3 separate regions of the Sus scrofa genome follow, and all the other regions are linked to region 3. Evidence: chromatin contacts called from public Hi-C and promoter capture Hi-C data. All regions are on one chromosome and are shown on one strand. Each heading gives the region's core, a stretch centred on a gene start, on an enhancer-like site or on the middle of the called end of the contact. The rest is flanking DNA. Distances are from core to core; before and after follow the strand shown. Region 1 has its middle 89 kb from the start of SPAG6. Region 2 holds the start of BMI1 (BMI1 proto-oncogene, polycomb ring finger). Region 3 holds the start of DNAJC1 (dnaJ homolog subfamily C member 1).

Region 1 (3,101 bases), core at 150-2,649, 380 kb after region 3:
AGTAAAGCTGACCACTGCCCAGTCCCCTAGGACAGCTTCCAGGCAAGCTTCGGGGAACCATCACCACCAGCTGCCTGTGGACAGAAGGGTTTAAAAGCTTGCTATTTCTTGCTCTCTTCTTCGCTTGCTCACTTTGGCGCATGCTGGCCACATTGGGCTCCAATGCCCCACTCTTCTGGGTGTGCCTCCTGATCTTCCAGGCAATTGTTAGGGAGACAAGAACAAGGTTTTCTACCTGACTCTGGGACTGGTGCGAGGAGCCATCAGAGGCTGGGTGTGGGGTAGGCATGCCTAAATCTGATCCTCACCTGCGGGAGGCTGTGGACAGAAGCAGCCCTGGACGTGGAGGTTAGGCCTCTGCCTTGAGCTACATACAGGCTAAGACCACGCGGAGATGGGACTGACCGAACCAGGGAGGTGCATAAGCCAGGTCTGGTCCAGGGCACCCTTCTAGGCCCTGATCTATTCCTAGTGCGGCTGTTCTCTGATTCTTATGGGAGGCGGAGCCACTCAATTCAGAGATGGCATACAATTTAGCTCTCAGATTTTTTAAGTGTATTTCCCACCAACCTGTCTGTTCTATGTTCCTCTATCACCCTTACCCACTACCTTAACTCTCTCTTCCACAATATTTTTTGAGGTGTAATTCACATATAATAAAATTCACCCATTGAAGACTACAGAGCGTTGAATTTTGGTAGCTGAGTATGTCCTGTAACAACCATTCCTATTCAAGGCATGGAATTGTTCTTTCGCCCCCAAATCCTCCCTCCTGCTCCTTGGCCTTCCATCTTCTCGCTTTTTTCACCCTCTCCGGCAACTGCTTTCATCACTTTTGCTTCTTCCAGATTTTCAGATGAACACAGACTAAGGTCTTTTGTGTTTGCCTACCTCCGCCCCCAGCATTTTTTCAGATCCATCTATGTTGCTGCATGTATGAACACTGGGTTCTTTTTCACTCCTCGCTCTATTTTGGAGAACTTACTCCGTGTGCATTTTACCTGCATTCGCTCACTTGGAGTCCTCACAACCACCCAGTTTCACGACACCGGACCTGATGCTCGGAGCGCCTGAAGGGGAGCTTGGGGAGGGGGGGACTCCGGGCCGACTTGGGTCAGTCGGGCCGCCGCGCACGCCGTAGTCCGGAGCCCGCCCCGCGGCACCTGCTGTCCAGCTAGGGGTACACGTGGGGCCTGGCCGTGTACGACAAACCGCCCGGAACCGAGGCCCCGCCGGGACGCCTGCGAGGCCGGAGCCGTCGCCCCCCGCACCGCATCCTGGCCGCTCCTACCGCCGCGGGCCTCCAGGGCCGCCTCCCCGCGCGGGGCAGCCCCAGGGCTCCCGCCAGGAGCGGAGGCGGGGCCGCGGGCGGGGGGCGGGGGAGCTCGTTTCCGCGGACGCGTCACGGCGCCCGGGCGTCTCACCGCGCGCCGCCCGCCGTTTCCCTCCGCGCGCGGACGGCGCTACTTCCCGCAGGCCCCCCCCCCCCCGCCACTGAGGAGCGGAGTCGTGCGTGAGGGGAGCGCGGGCCCTTCGTTCTCCAGCCGCCGCCCGACGTGGCCGCCGCGTCCTTGCCGCTGCATCGGAACCAGCGAGAGGAGTGGTTCCGAGTCTCTTTCTCCCCCTCCGCAGCCGCCTCGCCACAGCAACCCGCGGAGACTGACTTGAAGGACGCGATGGAGACAAAGATGCCGGGGCTCTGCCCTGCGGCGAGGAGCGGCCTGCCCGCAGCTATTGTCTGTCTGCCTGACGGGAGCGGCGGCTCTATTTTTCTTCTTCCGAACGTGGTGCTTCGGCAGCAGCAGCAGAGAGACTGACAAGGAGGCTTTGTCTCCGGAAAAAGAGCTGTTGCGAAACGGCGCCTCCTGAATGGCCGCCGGGCCGCCCTCCGCGGGCTCCGCCGGCGACGTTTTCCATGTCAATTAAAGCCGGAAAGCCTGCTCCTTCCCTCCCGACGTTTTCTTTCCGTTTGGAGTCTTGGTGTCTGAGTCGTAGAGGGCCGCCCTCCGCTTGAACTGACTCCATCTCCTTTACTGTGGTAGCGATTGTGAAAATTGTTGAGGACCGAGTTCTCTTTGGGCCCTTTTAGAACGTCTCTTCTTTTCCTCTCTCAGAGGGAAGTGGACTGAGAAGCTGGCGGTGGGCGATGCTCACGCAGACTCACAGCCCCGAAATGCCTTTCGCTGAGTCCCACCTGACGCGGGCTGAGGAGAGGGCTGTTGGGGGTTCAAGTTATTTGGGGATCCCGTTATTTTGTGATTTTAATGAATATCCCGTGAAACTGCCTGATCAGAGAAAGTGGAAGGCGATTGAGTCTCAGAAAGGGGCTTCCAGTCCGCTAAGCGGGCGTCTATTGTCTGGTTACACAACAGCCCACAGTGACAGAAAAGAGCAAAGGAGATTTTTTGTGGGCACTGAAGTCAGGCTTGGGCTTGGCGCTTGTGACCGCCGATCTGCCATGCTCCTCTTTTGTCTCTCTTCCTAGTGTTTCTTACCACCTGATAATGTTGCATATTTTACGTATTTGTTTTTTAGTTTCTCTCTCCCACATAACCTCTGAGAGCTGGGAGTCGTTTGGTCCCTGTGTTTCTCTAGAGCCTAGCACAGTGCCTGGCCAGGTACTGGGGGCTTCGTAAATATTTACCAACTCAGTGAGTACAAAACACACATGGAACATATTATTTAAAGGCATTCTGAGAAAAACACCAAACCGAAAACCGCGTGAAACAAGGAAACTTGACCTTTTCAAACCTGATTTTTGATTTGGCAACAGTGATTGTTAAGGAAGAGCTAAGAGATAGTGATATCGCTATTTGGTTTTCCAAAGAATAATCAAAGAAATGAGCTTTTTATGTCTAGGGTGCTTTCCGCCTTCATTCTAGGGATTGATTTCTCTGAGATGAGCCCACCAAAAAGTCTGAGGAAAATAGAAGTCCTTTTTAACTAGTCCTCTGTGACCCTCAGATACACGCTCAACTTGGTCTGGGAGTTTAGGTGGCCTGTCTGATGAGCATGACATGGGGCTTTGGGACTTACAAGATGGACATTAATGTGCTATACATAGATATTTTTCTGTGCTGGACTCTATCTGGGAAGTGTGT
Region 2 (3,280 bases), core at 538-3,037, 270 kb after region 3:
TATTTTTAGAGGAAAACCTTCTTTTGATAGTGGTTTGTCAAAGATTTAAAATCTTTATCAGTTTTAAATTTGTTTACAAAGTACCTCCCGACTTTTTCCTTGCATCTTTCTCAAACTTGCATACTTCTTTCTTGTGTTTATGCTAAAAACGTGCCATCATATACCTCTTTCAGGACTTAGTAGGAAAACTTAAAGATGCTTCGAAAAGCCTGGAAAGAGCAACTCAGTTGTAACTTGGGGAAGTTAAAGATCTGCCCGGGTCTAGAGAAAGACCAGGAACGCCTTGCCATCCGCCGAACCACCATTTGTGCGAGCTGGATGTATTCCTTTTCAAGAGAATAAATTTTTTCTTTTTGATTTCTGTCACTCAACAATTTTGACACTACTTTTTTTTTTACATGTGTGAAAGGGTTGAGAGGGACATTCTGCCTAAGTATATGAATCGTCTTTAGTATTATTCGTACATTGATCCCACTTGATTTTTTCAAGTCTTACAAGAGGAAGCAGACAGTATTACATTTTGAATAAATAAGTTGTTCCCACAAAAAGAGTGGTGAGAGTTTGGATTTGAGTTTGTTAATTATTACTCTGAGGACATAGACACGACTGGCGTTAACTTTTAACGATCGCCTTTTCTCAGGATCTAAGTTAAACACAGTGGGAAAGGATGCGATCTCCGGGGGCGGCTTTGCTTCAAGACCCCAGCTTCGGGACGTGGGGAGCAGGCGCGGTCGCCCCGCGGCGGGAGCCGGCCGATCCCGTTACCTGCGCCCGAGGGTTCGCCCGAAGCCCGACCCTCGCACGCGGAGCTCCGGAGGCCCGACCCGGCCGGTCCCGCGCCGAGCCCCTGCCCGGAGCGAGCGGCTGCCCGCGCGCGCCCCGCCTCGGCCACTGGCGGGCGGGGAAGGGGGCCGGCGCGGCCGCGGGAAGACTGGGGCGGGCGCTGTTGTTTCCGCGAGCCCAACTCAGGCGCAGGTTCCGCGCCGCCGGATTCTGGGCCGCAGCCCGTGGGGCCGGTGGGGCCAGGCGGGGGGCGGCGGCTCGGCGGGAGCCCGGGGACGTGTGCGCCGCGGGCGGAGGCGGGCGGCGAAAGAAAGAAATAACGGGGGGTGGGGTGGGCTGAGCTGCGTGCGGGGCCGGAGCGATGCCCGCGCCGAGAGCTGGGTGGCGCGGGTGGCGCTGTGGAGAAATGTCTCCGCAGCCAGCGCCGCCGCGCCGAGCGAGGGGGAGGGGGCCGGGTAGCGCTGCTCCGAGGGGAGGGGGCGGCCGCGGGCCCGACTACACCGACACTAATTCCCAGGCCGCCCTTAAGGAATGAGGGGAGCACGTGACCCGGAGGGGGGGCGGCGGGGGGAGGGGGCGGGCGGACTCTGAGCCATTTTGGAGCCGGTGTCAGTTTCCACTCTGCCTTCAGCAGTGCTTTTTTTTTTTTCCACCATCCCCTCCCCCCTCCTCATCCTTCCTCCCCTCCCCCCCGCCGCTCCGCACGCACACACACGGCGCCCCCCCACCCGCCCTCCTCCCCCCACGGCAACTATGAAATAATAATCGTAGTATTAAAGGCAGAGATCGGGGCGAGACAATGGGGATGGTGGTGAGGGAGCCCCGATCCGGATTAGAAACACCTCCCAGCCCCGCAGAATAATACTGATCGCGCCCCCTCCGCGCGCTCCCTCCCCCGAGTGAGGAGCGGGAGGAGGCGGCGGCGGCCGAGGAGGAGGAGGAGGAGGCCCAGGAGGAGGAGGCGTTGGAGGCCGAGGAGGAGGAGGAGGAGGAGGCCGCGGAGGAGGAGGAGGCCGAGGCGGAGGAGGAGGAGGAGGAGGCCGGGCTCGGGAGGCAGCATGAGCCGAGCGCGGCGGCCGCCGCTCCTCTCGGCTGCGCTCGTTGCCCATTGACAGCGGCGTCTGCAGCTCGCTTCAAGATGGCCGCTTGGCTCACATTCATTTTCTGCTGAACGACTTTTAACTTTCATTGTCTTTTCCGCCCGCTTCGATCGTCTCTCGCCGGCTGCTTTTTCCGGGTACGTAGGAGGCTAGGCGCCTCCGGGACGGGGCCTGGGGGCGGCGGGGGCCGTGCGGGGCTCGGGCCGGCCGCGGGTGGACCGGGAGCGGCCCCCCCGCGTCTCGCCCGCGCCGGCCGGGAGGGCGCTGACAGCGTGGGCGCCGAGCCCCGCGCCGCCGCCCGCCGGCCCCGCGCGCCGCCCGCGCCCGCGAGCGCGCGCCCGCCGCCGCCCGCCGACTCCCGCGGCGCCGGGACCGACCCGCAGCCCGCGCCGCGCCGCCGCCGCCAGCCGGCCTCGGCGCCGCTCCAGCCGCCGCCCGCTCCAGCCCGGACGCGCCGCGCGCGGCCCCACGTTTTAGTTCCTTTCTCCCCCGAGCGCCCCTCTACACCCTCGCGACGCACATGGCCCCCGAGAAGAACACTTCTATTTGCAGCCTCTGCGGCTCTCCCGGCCACGGCGCCCTTTGTTGAGAGGTAGATTTTGATGAAACGGGGACGGGTGCCTGAAATCGGGAGCTGCTTGGGTCAAGTGGCTTCCCTCCTCTCCCGAAGAAAGGGCTTTGGAGGGGTTTTAACAGCCAGAGAACGCCCCCATTTTATAGGGACGGGTTGCGTGGGGGGCAGCGATCCCGCTAAGGTGGATGTTAGACTGGAGAGAGCCCGAACAAAAATGTTATTAACTTAAGTTGGAGGGACACTTGTGTGAAATTAGATGGCTTGTAAGATGGCGGTTCCCAGTTGTTTCCTAGGTCTCCTGCATTTGTGTTTAAAATGGTAAAGTTTTCAAGGTGTTATTTGTTGGGAGTCTCGGATAAGTCCTCCAAACACTACTTGGGACGTGCTCACTGGGAAGTGGGCATTTCAAATTTGGAGCTTTTTTTGGAGTGATGATGGTGAGTGGACGTTAGTCTTGCAAGAGGTTTCCTCTCTTTCTTTCTTTTTTCTTTTTTTCCCCCCTCTCAAAGACTATAGTTTTTCTTTCAACCTCTAGTATGGGATGCACCCAGAACCATTACTTAAGTCCACAACGTTTCATAGGTTTTGCTAAATGTCAGCATGGGTCATGTGGTGAAGAGATGCTTTGGAAAATGAGCACTAAAAAGTTGATGGCATATGTTTACGCAGTCTTTGGGGTTTGACAGCGATATAGCATGATCTTTTTCCCAGAGATTTACAGTTAATAATTGGAAGTAAACAAGTAGAGAGACTTTGATCATTCCCAATTGCAATAAAAGGATTTAGTGGGCTTAGTGGTCACGGTTCAATATTTGAAAGAGGA
Region 3 (3,169 bases), core at 497-2,996:
TGCACATAAGAATCTGAAGTGTGAAATGCTTAAACTCCCTTTAACTCTTACAAAATTGCAGTTTGTTAAAATCATGATGCCATGGCAACAGCAGTTTTATATTCAACTACATTTAACTGAAAAGTAAAGTTCCGTTTAGTGTTAAGCTCAACAGTTCACACAAAGTTATGATAAACTGTAAGGGGGAAATATACTGTGAAGTGTGCCTCGAATGACAACTGTTGGTAAACCTTAGTTTGTCTGTCTCCCCCCCACACCCATAACTATTCAAAGCATTTTATGCAGGGCTCAATCAGCTCATGTGAAACTCTTTCACCCCATATTCGTTCAATCAGTGAAAAGGCATCTTCTTGTCAGGAGGATTCAGAGACGGAATATCCACTCTCATTCACCACTCCCGGGGTGTAAGCAGAGTAACAAACGGATGTTACCAGTTAAAGTCTCAAGCCAAAAAGAACGAAACGAAAGGAAAAGAAAAAGACAAAGATCCTGCGCTACTGGTCGGGCTTCTCTTGCCGGAGCCCCCCAGGTGCCTCCACCGTCCCGGAACACTCGAGAGCTCCTTCTACGAATTCCAGGACCAATACCGCAGGGGTTTCAAGTTTCTCCAGATTTCTAAACTGTGCTACAAACCCTATCCAACAGGCTAAATAGATTCCAAACTTAGGCAAGAACGAACAACTTCTGCCATCCAGACACCAACCAAAATGCATTCCCACCTTCCCGGAAAGGCAGAGGAAAGGAGGCTGCTACAAGACAGATAAGTGCAATTGGGAAAATGAAAATTTAGAGACACGACTACTCTTTCCCACATTCACGCGGCAGGAAAGGAAAGAGTAAAAGATTTACCCACGCCACTCTTCCTTGTTCCTCCAGCAAAGCTTGGCGCAAAAATCTCCCCAGAATGGCAGAGAAAAAGAGAAGGGTCCCTACCCCAGGCTGGTGGCACCTCCAGCCTGTCACTGAGACCGGAACTTGAGAAGGGGAGCCGGGCGGTGAGGAATTGGGGAAGGCAGGCCATTCCCTCTGAGGCTGGTTACGAGGAGACCCCGGTGGGTCGGACTGAGGACGGCAGCCGAACCCGGGATGGCCAAGTCTTGCCCCGCATGCCCGGCTCCCGCGGAGGAATCGGGGTCACAGTCCGCCCCACCCCCTCCTTTCCGCCGGGACCGGCAGGTTTCTGTCCCAACGCGCAGCCCTCGGGCGGGCGGGTGGCCCCGCTTACCTGCTGCACCCCGAGGAACTGGTAGAAGTTGAGCTGCACCTCCTCCACCAAGTCAAACAACTCCAGGTCTCCGCTCTCCCAGCCGCGCGCGGGGCCCGCGGCCGCCAGCAGCAGCAACAGCAGCGGCGGCGGGAACGGCAAGAGCCGGAGCCGGCGGCGCGGAGGAAGCCGGGCCAGCCGGGAGCAAGGAGCCGTCATCGCGCCGGGCTCGGAGAGGTCACCCGCCGCGCAGCGCCGTCGGCCGAGACCGGGGACGTGGCGGACAGCGCGGGCTGTGGAAACAGTGCCTTTCAGTTAGGAGCACCGGCAGCCGCCGCGAAGTCGCCCGCCCCACGGCCGGTCCTGGATGGAGGGCAGGGGCGGCGGGAGCGGACGGACACAGCGGCGGGAGAGCGGGAGGGGCCGCGGTCAGCTCCACCCTTCGCGGACCCTTACCCTTCACCCAGGCCTACAGACAGCTGGAAAGCCAGCGCCGGGAGCTGAGGTTGCTCGGGGGAGAGGCTTCCCCTCGCCTCAGCCTATCCCAGGCCTCGCTTCCGGTGACATCACGTCTCCTAGCAACCTCCGGAGAGGGGGCGGGGCCGGAAGTAGGGAAGCCGGTGCCCCAGACCTGGGCCTTGGAGAAGTGCCTCTCGTCGTGGCGCGCTGGAGAAGTTCTACGTGTATTGACACAGATTAAGAGACGTGGGTAGTTGTGGACATCGCACATCTACCTGGAACATCCCAAGTATCTTTGAAGCAGCTACTTTCTTACGCTACCAAAACTAAAAGCACGTTTGAGGACTGATTAATTGATTACAGCCTCTGTTGCATACATTTCAATATTCCATCTGCAAAGAGAAGGAACTGAACGCAGGGCCTAAAAGGGGCAGATCTACAGAATAAAATATCCTCTTGAGAGAGGTGAAGAAGACATTAAATTTGAACCAAGACAAAAAGTAAACTTCTAATTATGAATTAAGGTTTACAGGCATAATACCATAAAACAGGTAGCCTGATAGAAATTAATTAGAAATTAATAAACCTGGCTAAGTCATTAAGTCACACAGTCTTAAGGGAAGTGTAGTGTATCCATTTCAGCAGCTTTCCAACTGGGGTTCCTTTCCCAACTGATGTCTGTTTTTAAAGACATTAGGCTAAAAACCCCCACTCTTTCCCATCAGTGTCTCACTTCCCACTCTATTTTTAAGTCGTTTTTTTTTTTTTTTCTTCCACGACTATCGCTTTCTCTTATGTCAATCTTATTTTCTTCAAAGCTTTCTCACATTTCTCCTTTCTGACTCCCTACTCTTGATAAGGAAGCAGAAGGGAAGGAAAAAATGCTGTATAACTCAGGATGCTTGACCAGTTTTGAGTTTGATCTTATGCTTTTCCCTTCTGAGATTCCACCAGCTGAATTTAGTTCCATGGGATAATGATAAAGCTACTTTTGCTCTCATGGCAAGAATATATTATGTTTGACAAAGTTTACAAAAACAGCATCCAGGAAGTAAATCTTACTGAAGAAATCCTTCTATTATTGCAGTTTTAGATGTATTTTTATTTATTTATTTTTGTCTTTTTGACTTTTCCAGGGCTGCTTCTGACGGCATATGGAGGTTCCCAGGCTAGGGGTCTAATCGGAGCTGTAGCCACCGACCTGCACCAGAGCCACAGCAACGTGGGATCCGAGCCTCGTCTGCAACGTACACCACAGATTACAGCAATGCCACATCCTTAACCCACTGAGCAAGGCCAGGGATCGAACCTGCAACCTCATGGTTCCTAGTCAGATTCGTTAACCACTGAGCCACGAAGGGAACTCCCTAGAAGTATTTTTAAATAGTTATAAATGAATGCAAGTGTATCTTGCTTAAAAGTAATATATACACTTGAAGTCATCCCATTTTATCTTTTTAAGGGTGCACCTGCAGCATATGGAAGTTTCTGGGCTAGGGGTCGAAT

Evidence for each region. Promoter capture Hi-C pulls out the DNA fragments that hold promoters and counts their contacts. A called contact is a pair of places that touch in the nucleus more often than the background predicts.
Region 1: a contact with region 3 is called in a promoter capture Hi-C map of fetal liver, with 3 times the contacts expected there. The contact joins the enhancer-like site here to the promoter of DNAJC1 in region 3. A contact is called at or near these places in 2 of 5 promoter capture datasets (fetal liver and liver), 4 of 47 Hi-C or Micro-C datasets (brain, embryonic fibroblasts, heart right ventricle and 1 more) and 2 of 2 datasets of contacts at active chromatin or transcription factors (alveolar macrophages and skeletal muscle).
Region 2: a contact with region 3 is called in a Hi-C map of alveolar macrophages, with 2.5 times the contacts expected there. The contact joins the promoter of BMI1 here to the promoter of DNAJC1 in region 3. A contact is called at or near these places in 3 of 5 promoter capture datasets (fetal liver, fetal skeletal muscle and liver), 11 of 47 Hi-C or Micro-C datasets (alveolar macrophages, brain, embryonic fibroblasts and 7 more) and 2 of 2 datasets of contacts at active chromatin or transcription factors (alveolar macrophages and skeletal muscle).

The regions. Positions count from the first base shown.
Region 1 is chr10:52,481,594-52,484,694 of Sscrofa11.1, reverse strand. No RefSeq gene overlaps it. Among named protein-coding and RNA genes, the nearest start is that of SPAG6, 89 kb to the left of the region's middle. Within about 2 kb of position 1,399, at least 57 of the 83 cell types and tissues checked have an H3K27ac peak or open chromatin away from gene starts, as enhancers often do. A contact at or near this core is called in brain, embryonic fibroblasts, fetal liver and 1 more, where this site is marked.
Region 2 is chr10:52,594,661-52,597,940 of Sscrofa11.1, reverse strand. It overlaps BMI1 (BMI1 proto-oncogene, polycomb ring finger), which reads left to right and starts at 1,787. Exons shown (of 10, transcript NM_001285971.1): 1 at 1,787-2,020. COMMD3 (COMM domain-containing protein 3) reads left to right here. Exons shown (of 8, transcript XM_005668159.3): 8 at 174-550. The coding sequence ends at 233.
Region 3 is chr10:52,861,390-52,864,558 of Sscrofa11.1, reverse strand. DNAJC1 (dnaJ homolog subfamily C member 1) reads right to left here and starts at 1,746. Exons shown (of 12, transcript XM_005668160.2): 1 at 1,226-1,746. The coding sequence starts at 1,423.